Linked DNA regions of Astyanax mexicanus: region 1 is linked to region 2. A link is a contact called in public Hi-C data. All regions are on one chromosome and are shown on one strand. The core of a region is the stretch at or near the end of the contact, and the rest is flanking DNA. Distances in the headings are between cores, read along the strand shown.

What was found. A called contact is a pair of places that touch in the nucleus more often than the background predicts.
Region 1: a Hi-C map of muscle shows a contact between it and region 2, with 10 times the contacts expected there. The contact joins the promoter of akt3a here to the enhancer-like site in region 2. A contact is called at or near these places in 2 of 3 Hi-C or Micro-C datasets (both in muscle).

The regions. Positions count from the first base shown.
Region 1 is chr7:22,872,207-22,876,432 of AstMex3_surface, forward strand. It overlaps akt3a (v-akt murine thymoma viral oncogene homolog 3a), which reads right to left and starts at 2,081. Exons shown (of 14, transcript XM_007234678.4): 1 at 1,782-2,081.
Region 2 is chr7:22,781,096-22,785,215 of AstMex3_surface, forward strand. All of the region lies in intron 2 of akt3a (v-akt murine thymoma viral oncogene homolog 3a), which reads right to left. Among protein-coding and RNA genes, the nearest start is that of akt3a, 91 kb to the right of the region's middle. Within about 2 kb of position 2,821, the one cell type or tissue checked has an H3K27ac peak away from gene starts, as active enhancers do.

The DNA of each region.
Region 1 (4,226 bases), core at 831-3,330, 90 kb after region 2:
TTCTGTCTGTCTGTAGCAACTCTAAATGTACAGTACGTCCACACATAGACTCCAGCATCTTCTTAAAGCATGTCAGTCAGTCAACACAGCATCCAGTCACTGGTCAGCCTGTCTGTGCTGTTTTAGGTCTGTCAGTGCTGCTGGTTGTTATTCCTACAGTGCTTAGCGCTTATAATGGCTGACGAGCAGACAAGCCTTCTAGCTCTGTTTGTTGTTGTCGGTGGTGCTTTAATTAGCGAGGGACACAATGCCTGAGTAAGCACGGATATAAACACTGTCATGCATGCACAGTCTCACACACACACACACACAGTACATACATACTAGTCACACACAGTCACACCAGCTACTGTCTGCATGCATAGCCAAAAGTAGGGTTAGCTATGCACAGCGATTTAAACCATGGGAACCAGCTTTATAAGTTAAAGCTGGATAATTTAATGCTATTGGTGAACTGAATGGGTACCTGAGAGAATTCCCAAAATTTTGATGTATTAGAGAGAGCTCATTATCCAATAAAACCCTTTATTATAAGGTCTAATTGCAGCCAAATCACTATGAACAAGATGTTCATAGTCAGTTCTGGGGCTATTATTCTTTGTAGAGAAGGAAGTAACATTTACATTTCTCATAGCTATTTATTTAGTGCCTTTTTTGCAGAACTACTGAATTTCAACATTTCCAAAAAAAACTCTGATATATACGTCATATAATGAGCACAGTCAACCGGACCAGGAATTAAACCTCAGTATTCCTCATAGTGTGGTAGCTAGCTGCTGATTCACCCTGTATAAGTTGCATATATATTTTATTTTGGATTTCCAGTAGATCAGTATATTACCGGAGATGGAAAAAACGTTTAACTTTAAAGTGAAATCAATGTGAATAGAATTCTGCATCTGTGAATATCAGTAGATACTCTATAAATATTTTTATTTGATTTGATTGCTATATTTTTAGAACTATTATTCATTGTCAGCATTTCCAAAATATGCACAATTATACTGATTTATATTTCATATTTTGAGCAGAGTCGCCCAGAGCAGGAATTAAACCAGTTTCCCCACATGTTGTAACTTTTAACTTTAAACTGAAATAAATGTGAATAAAATTCTGCACCTGTGAATATCAGTAGATACTGTATAAATATTATATTTCTATATAATTTTTCCAGAACTACTACTGATTGTCTGCATCTCCAAAATATAAAATATGACTTAAAATAAATGTGAATAAAATTCTGCATCTGTGAATATAATTATTATATTATGTTTGTATTTATATTTTTTATTACTTTTTTTATTTGCAGAACTACTACTGTCTTTAAGCAATTTACGTAAAATTACACTGATTTACCTGGATATCATATTATGTCAGACAGAGCAGGAATTGAACTCCAGTATCAGACATGGTGTGGTTGCTAGCTAATCTGGTTAACTAGCTGACTGGCAGGTCCAACCAGTAACGTTACAATACATATTTCAGTTACACTACCAGGCGTTATAATGAGTTGTGTACCACACAACAAACAAACAAGGCCGTAAAGCAGATAGACAACAGCAGCAGCAGCTGCCTTCTCCACCCTCTCCATCCTCGTGCTGCTGTTATCTGTACACAGACAGCTAATAACTCTCTCTGCCTCCGCGCCGCAGCATCCAGCCCGGCTCAGCTGTGAGGGAGGCGGCCGCTTAACATCCAGCGAGCTCGGCTTACTGACTGACAACCGCATCACAGCAGCGCGGCCGGCCGCCCTCCCTGCGCTCACACTCATCTGTGTTTACCTGGCGCCGGCGCTGGCGGGGTTCACCCCCTCTCCAGCCGCAGCAGCAGTTTCCCGGACTGGCGGAGTGAGGGATCTTCCTCAGCCCGCTGCTGTAACTACAACACGCGGCGCGGTGACAGCAGCCTCGCCCGGCCCGCCCTGACTGTGGTAACGGCCCTACAGAGCCGGAGAAAAGCACGGCGGCGGCAGCTGCTGCTCACCCCGCCGTCAGTCCTCCCGTCTCTCGCTCTCGCGCTCCGCCGAGCTCAGAGCTCCTCGCGCCGCCGCCGCCGCTCGGTGTTGACTTTCAGGCGAGTCACTGACGTAACACGCCGCCGTCACTCCCCGCGCGGGACCCCGGCCAGACCGAGTTCTCGCGAGACTCGGAGAGCGGGATGAGGAGAAGGACGGGAGGATGGCTCTTCTGCTTGACGCTCGCATTAACAGCACCTGAGCGTTATTCTCTCTCTCTGTACTGTCTGAATACACAACAACGCTCTCATTAAATTATATACCTCCATTACTCAGGTAGAAAGAAGTATAGATACTAGGGTTTATAAATACCTCTATAGAAGCTGAATATCAACTCAGGCAACAGTGTAAAAGTACTGCTTTTTAAACTACTTAAAGTATAAAAGTAAAAGTAATAAAAGAGGGAACCCCCCTCTCCCCAAAAGTAATAATGACTAAAAGACTAAAATGTTAATGTTAAAAAAATTGGGATGTCAATAGCTGCCTGTTTTAGCTGCATATAAGCCCATAAATTAATGCATTTTAGTACAATTTTAGCAAATATATTAAAGAGGCATGACGTGTGCAGGTGCGATGGATTGCATGTTAACCAAGAGGGTATCAGAATGATATATGTTTATACTTCTTATCCAACCACAATCAAATTCACTTTATCTGGATGGAGAGATTTATCTGGATAGAGTTTTTTTTGGACCAATAAAAGCCCCAATTAAAACAAACTGAAATGAAATAGGAGTAACAACGACTATTTTAAAAAGGCATGGAGTATAATGCTCAGATAATTAAATGAAAATGTAGAGGTAAATGAAGAAGTAAAAGTATTTGTACTTTGTTGACACCTCTGATACAACCAGTCAGAACAGAAATTACAGTTTCATTATTTCTTTAATTACTGAGTAATTATTGCCATTATATGGATTAGAACATTATTTAAATACCAGTAGGTCTATTCACTATATACCAACTCTACCTCTTCACAACACAACTGATGCTCTGAAACACATTAGGAGGCAATAAATTCAACTAATTAACTCTTGATAAGTTTAGAACAGCTGTTAACTGAATGCTTTTCCAGGTGACTCATAAAGCTGACTGAGAAAATCCAGCCATTTTTTACACTTTAAAATGCACCTCTAAAATAAACTCATTGACTAAGACTTGTAAATATTCTAGACAGCCTATATGGCTAAATAATTAACTTTGCTTACACTACTGTGTCTTACAAGTAAACAACATAAAAATATATATTTTAATTAAATGATGCCACCAGTTATCAGTGTAATATCTAATGCAGACTCCAGCACCTAATCCTTTGTACTAGAAACATTACATTGTCTCTGTCAAATTAAATGAAAATTATTGTTTACAGTTTTTTTAAATCGAAGGTTTTTGTAAAAAAAAAACTCAAATTTGCATGTTAAATACATTTACATATTAAAAACAGTAAGAAATCCCAGACAATTTATGAAGTTTGGAAATTCAACCTGTACACTCCAAATCTATATTTTAGATTTAAAAAAAAGTACCTGTTCAGGGAAAAGAGGACGTATGGTCACCTTAATAGTAGCCTATGATGTTCTGATTTCACAGTCTATAGTATAGACTAATTGACTGCGTGTAGTCCTATTTTCTGTAGACTGCTGGTGTGACGGCTCTCCACACACGAGATAACGTACTCTACATACAGCATGCTAGCCAATTAGCAGCATGTAGGCTAAGTAACACATGCTTTTTACAGATCTCATTAAATCCACTTAGATATGCTTAAGTGATTTAGAGTGCCTCTTCTACTGCCATGTCCTGCATGCCCACTCTTACAATCCCTCATCCATTCATCAGCATTGTAGTCTAATTTCATTAGAGCAAGGCTTCAAAATACTAGTCCTTCAAAATTCAGTACATAATTTGTTTAATAGATTGACGTCAAGTTTTTATTGCTGTTTAAAAAAAAACTAAAATAAATGCTTGACCTCATGTAGCTAAATCTGCATGTTTAAATCTGCATTCTTAATTGAAAGAGGTTATCAGTCTAAATAGTATAATCTAGTTCTTTAATCAAGTTGCACTGAAGATGAAAGTAATCTTTGTTTTCTTGTTACACATTTTTTTGATGCACTTCAAAGCTTGGAATCATTCCAACTGACATACCTTCTCTTTTCTAGAACACTTTATAATTGGCCAGGAGCTTAACTGTCTGATCGCAGTGCAGTGC
Region 2 (4,120 bases), core at 1,571-4,070:
ATCTACCATAGTGCCACAGTTTCCATTTTCTGTTCGCATGGACAATTTAAGCCAGATGCTGCCAGACACAATCACCGCCATCTACCATGCTGTCCACACTGGGTGGTAATGTCTTTGTGATGTTTTTCCATACACACATGATACTGTATGCTGAGAACTGTCCACATAATTCCAGGAATGGAGTGTGCCACCCACCTGCCCCCACTAACAGACCTCAATCAAACTCTAATCATTCACATCACCTTGCCATGAACACAATGACCAGTAGTCAGTCTTGTTCACAAGATAACACCTCGCAACTTGCATCAAGTCATAATAACAGGTCAGGAACAGACATTTCTATGCAGTTTATGTAGTGACTTTATACACAGACTTAAATATCTGTTGAAATAAAACTGTTAAAGTCACGCTATGTATCTGTGGAAACCCTGCAATCACATTTTCACAGCAATGGTTCTTCTGTTTGATTCCATATAGTGTATCCCCCAAATGGCAACCTCCAAAACGTAAAATTTTAATTTACAGTGAGAGTCTATGTAAACTAACTCACAATCATAATATTTCAGGGAATTTTTACAATAGCGATATTCTTGGCAATATAAAAGAAGAGCTTTTTAAATTAACTCAAGAATATACTGCATCAGAAGCAGTTTGAAAAGAGGCCAAGTCTGACTTTACATGTGTCACCCTCCTAGTGTTGTAGCATCACTAGTGATGGGGGATAAACAGATAAGTAGCAGCTAAAAGGGTGGGACAATAGGGCAAGCTAAATTGGGAGAAAATGGGAAAAGTTGGAAATAAATTTAAAAGTAGAACATACTACTGCAACAATTTTTTTTTTCAGTACATTCAGTACAAACAATATACAAATAAAACTGGTAAACAGAAACAAAGAAAATATTTTACATTAAATAATAATAGTGTAACAAATAAAAATTAAAGATTACAAAAATGTACCACAAAATAAAATGTAGCATATTTAGAGCATGTGAACAAAAAAAAGTAAATGCAGTAAAAAGCTAAATAGATACAAAAAAAAATTTGTGATATCACGATATGTATTTTTTTGGTGTGTGTCAGAACATTTTGAGGATGTTATTGCATATGATACAATATGATTTGGCACACCCCTAATGTAAGCAGATTTTATATAAAAATATACTGAAGAATTTATATTGGTCTAATCATTATGAACTTTAAATACATGGTATACAGATACAGGGTATCTGCAGATATGTGTAAATTCAATTCAACATTTTTGAATAATAATAATAATAATAATAATAATAATAATAATAATAATAATAATAATAATAATAATAATAATAGTTGACAAAAATTTGGCAATAACAAAATATTAAGCTTTCAAAGGTTTCTGACAAACTGATATTTCAAACAATTATAAATATAAGAAATGAGCTTTTTGTAACTAAAAAAAGGTCCAGAGCTCAGTTGGGCTTATGTTTTGCACTAGATTTGGCATCTATAAAATAATGTTAATAATGTTGTTAGCTCCAATTAATTCAGTCTAAAGTTAAAACTAGTAAACTAACATACAAAGGAAATATGGAAACTGCAAAATGCAATGAACTTAAACAAAAAAACAATTATTTAAAATGGCTGTGACATTTTAAGACCTTTGGAAAATAGACAGACAAACTAAATTGAGTAATTTCTTTTTGATTAATAAACTTTTGAGACTTTTAATGAGACTTTATGAATTCATGAGAATTTGTAAGACTTTTTATGGATCTGAAAACACATTAGAATGCAACAGAATACAACAAACTGCTGAAATGGAAATAAACACAAAAATATTCTATTAATATGATATAAACTTTTGTTCAATACTCTATTAGTGTTAAAATAAAAAAAATCCCCCACCTTCTCAGAACAGTGTACTATTATAACAATATAACCACCCCTAACCGAGCCACACTTAGACCTCACACTCAAACGCTCCTCAGTCTGCAGCTGTTTCCTAATAATCCTCTTCCCCAGGAGGCAGCGGAGGATAAACCAACGCCCAGAGCCACAGCAAGAGGGCAGCACAAGCCTCTGCCTCAACCCGACCTCTGCTGATCTCTTCCACTGCCTGAGAAGATGTGTACCATTAAATCTAGCGAGTAAAACATATCATATATGTGCTGTATGTCTATATATACACTATACAGACTATATACAGTATCTACTGTCTTCTGCTTGCAGTATCTATCTAAGGCTGAAGCATGTTTTTCTAAACAGAGCATCGTCAAACTAAACGTCTAGTTATTAAAAAGAGAAAAGTCACACTGACAGAACTTCATTACTCTCCATTTATAATTATAGACAGCAGATAGAAAGAGAGAGAGAAAGAGAGAGAGAGAGAACAGGGGAGGAGGCGACAGACAACAAAAGCTGGGTGAGCTGCAGCCTCTGTGGTGTGAGCCAGATGACCGGCTCTTTCTTTCCTCCAGTCAGGCCGCGAGACAGATCAGCAGGAAGCCTGGGTGAGAACTCTGAAGGGTGGGAGACCAGTCCTCTGCATACACACACACACACACACTCACACACTCATGCTCACACGCTCTCTCTCACACACACACACTCTCTCTCTCTGTCTCTTCTCCTTCCCTCCCTCCCCTCCACACACACCCCATTCACAGGCTTTGACTACAGCAGTCATCTGGAGAGCCCACAACAAACAGGTGTTCCGTTTCACACACACTCACTCACACACTCACACACACACACACACACCCCTCACCCGTGGAGCAAACTGTTGGGGAGGCCAGTCTGTAAGCAGCTGCAGCTATAATTATCCAGAGGGCTGCGGCGGTGGCGGCGGCTGCGGCAGCGAGTGCAGCACAGGCTTTGTGTAGGAAAGTTTGGCCAAAGGAGGTGATGAGGAGAAAAGGATGTGAATTATTTATGGGGGTTCGTGCATGAAAAAAGGGAAACGATACCCACAAAGAACTGTGGGACCGGCAGATGCACAAACACACACTTGTTCACTTGTTTCACACACTTAAGGACATACTGTTAAATATATACAGTGACATAAAAAAAGTTTTTGCCCACTTACAGATTTCTTTCATTTTCACATTTTTGTCATACTTACAAACTTTAGTATCAGACAAATACAACCTGATTAAATACAAAAAGTACTTTTGAAATGAGGATTTCATTTATTAAGCGAAAAAAATAAAACTATCCAAACCAATCTAGCTCATTGTGAAAATAAAAGAGCCCCCCCACTACTTAACACAGCCAGACCTGTAGAGTGGCCGTCCGACCGAAATAATTCCAAAAGGGCATGGACAACTCATCCAGGAGGTCACAAAAGAACCCAGAACAACATTTAAACGACTGCAGTTAAGGTCTCAGTTAAGGTCAGTTTTAATCATTCAATAATAAGAAAGAGACTGGTTAAAAATGGTCAATGGCAGAGTTTCATAGCAAAAACACTGTTGACCAAAAAGAACACAACAGCTCGTATCACATTTACCAAAAAAATATCTTAATGATTTGGGCAAATATTCATTGAACTGACGTAACAAAAGTGGAACTTTTTGAAAGGTGTGTGTCGCATTACATCTGGTGTAAAAAGTATCACATGATTTCAGAAAAAGCACATTATACTGAACGTAAAACATGGTGGTGGTAGTGTAATAATCTGAGGCTGCTTTGCTGCTTAAGGATCTGGAAAACGAAATTCTGCTGTTTACCAGAAAATCCTGAAGGAGAATGTCCGGCCATCTGTTTATGACCTCAAGCTCAGGTTTACTTGGGTTCTGCAGCAGGACAATGATCCAAAGCACACAAACAACTCCACCTCTGAATGGCTAAGTGCTGCCACTATAATCAGGAGATCGCTTGTTCGAATCCTGTTCATGCAGCTTGCCATCAGCTGCCAGAGCCCTGAGAGAACACAATCAGTCTTGCTCTCTCCGGGTGGGTAGATGGCGCTCTCTCCTCACATCACTCTAAAAGGTGATGTAGATCAGCACAAGGCATCTGTGAGCTGATGTATTGGAAACCGAGTCACTGCGGTTTCCTCCGAGTGCGCTGTGATGCTACTTTGCAAATCTGCATCAGCAGGAGTTTGAAAAGAGGCGGTGGCTGACTTCACATGTATCAG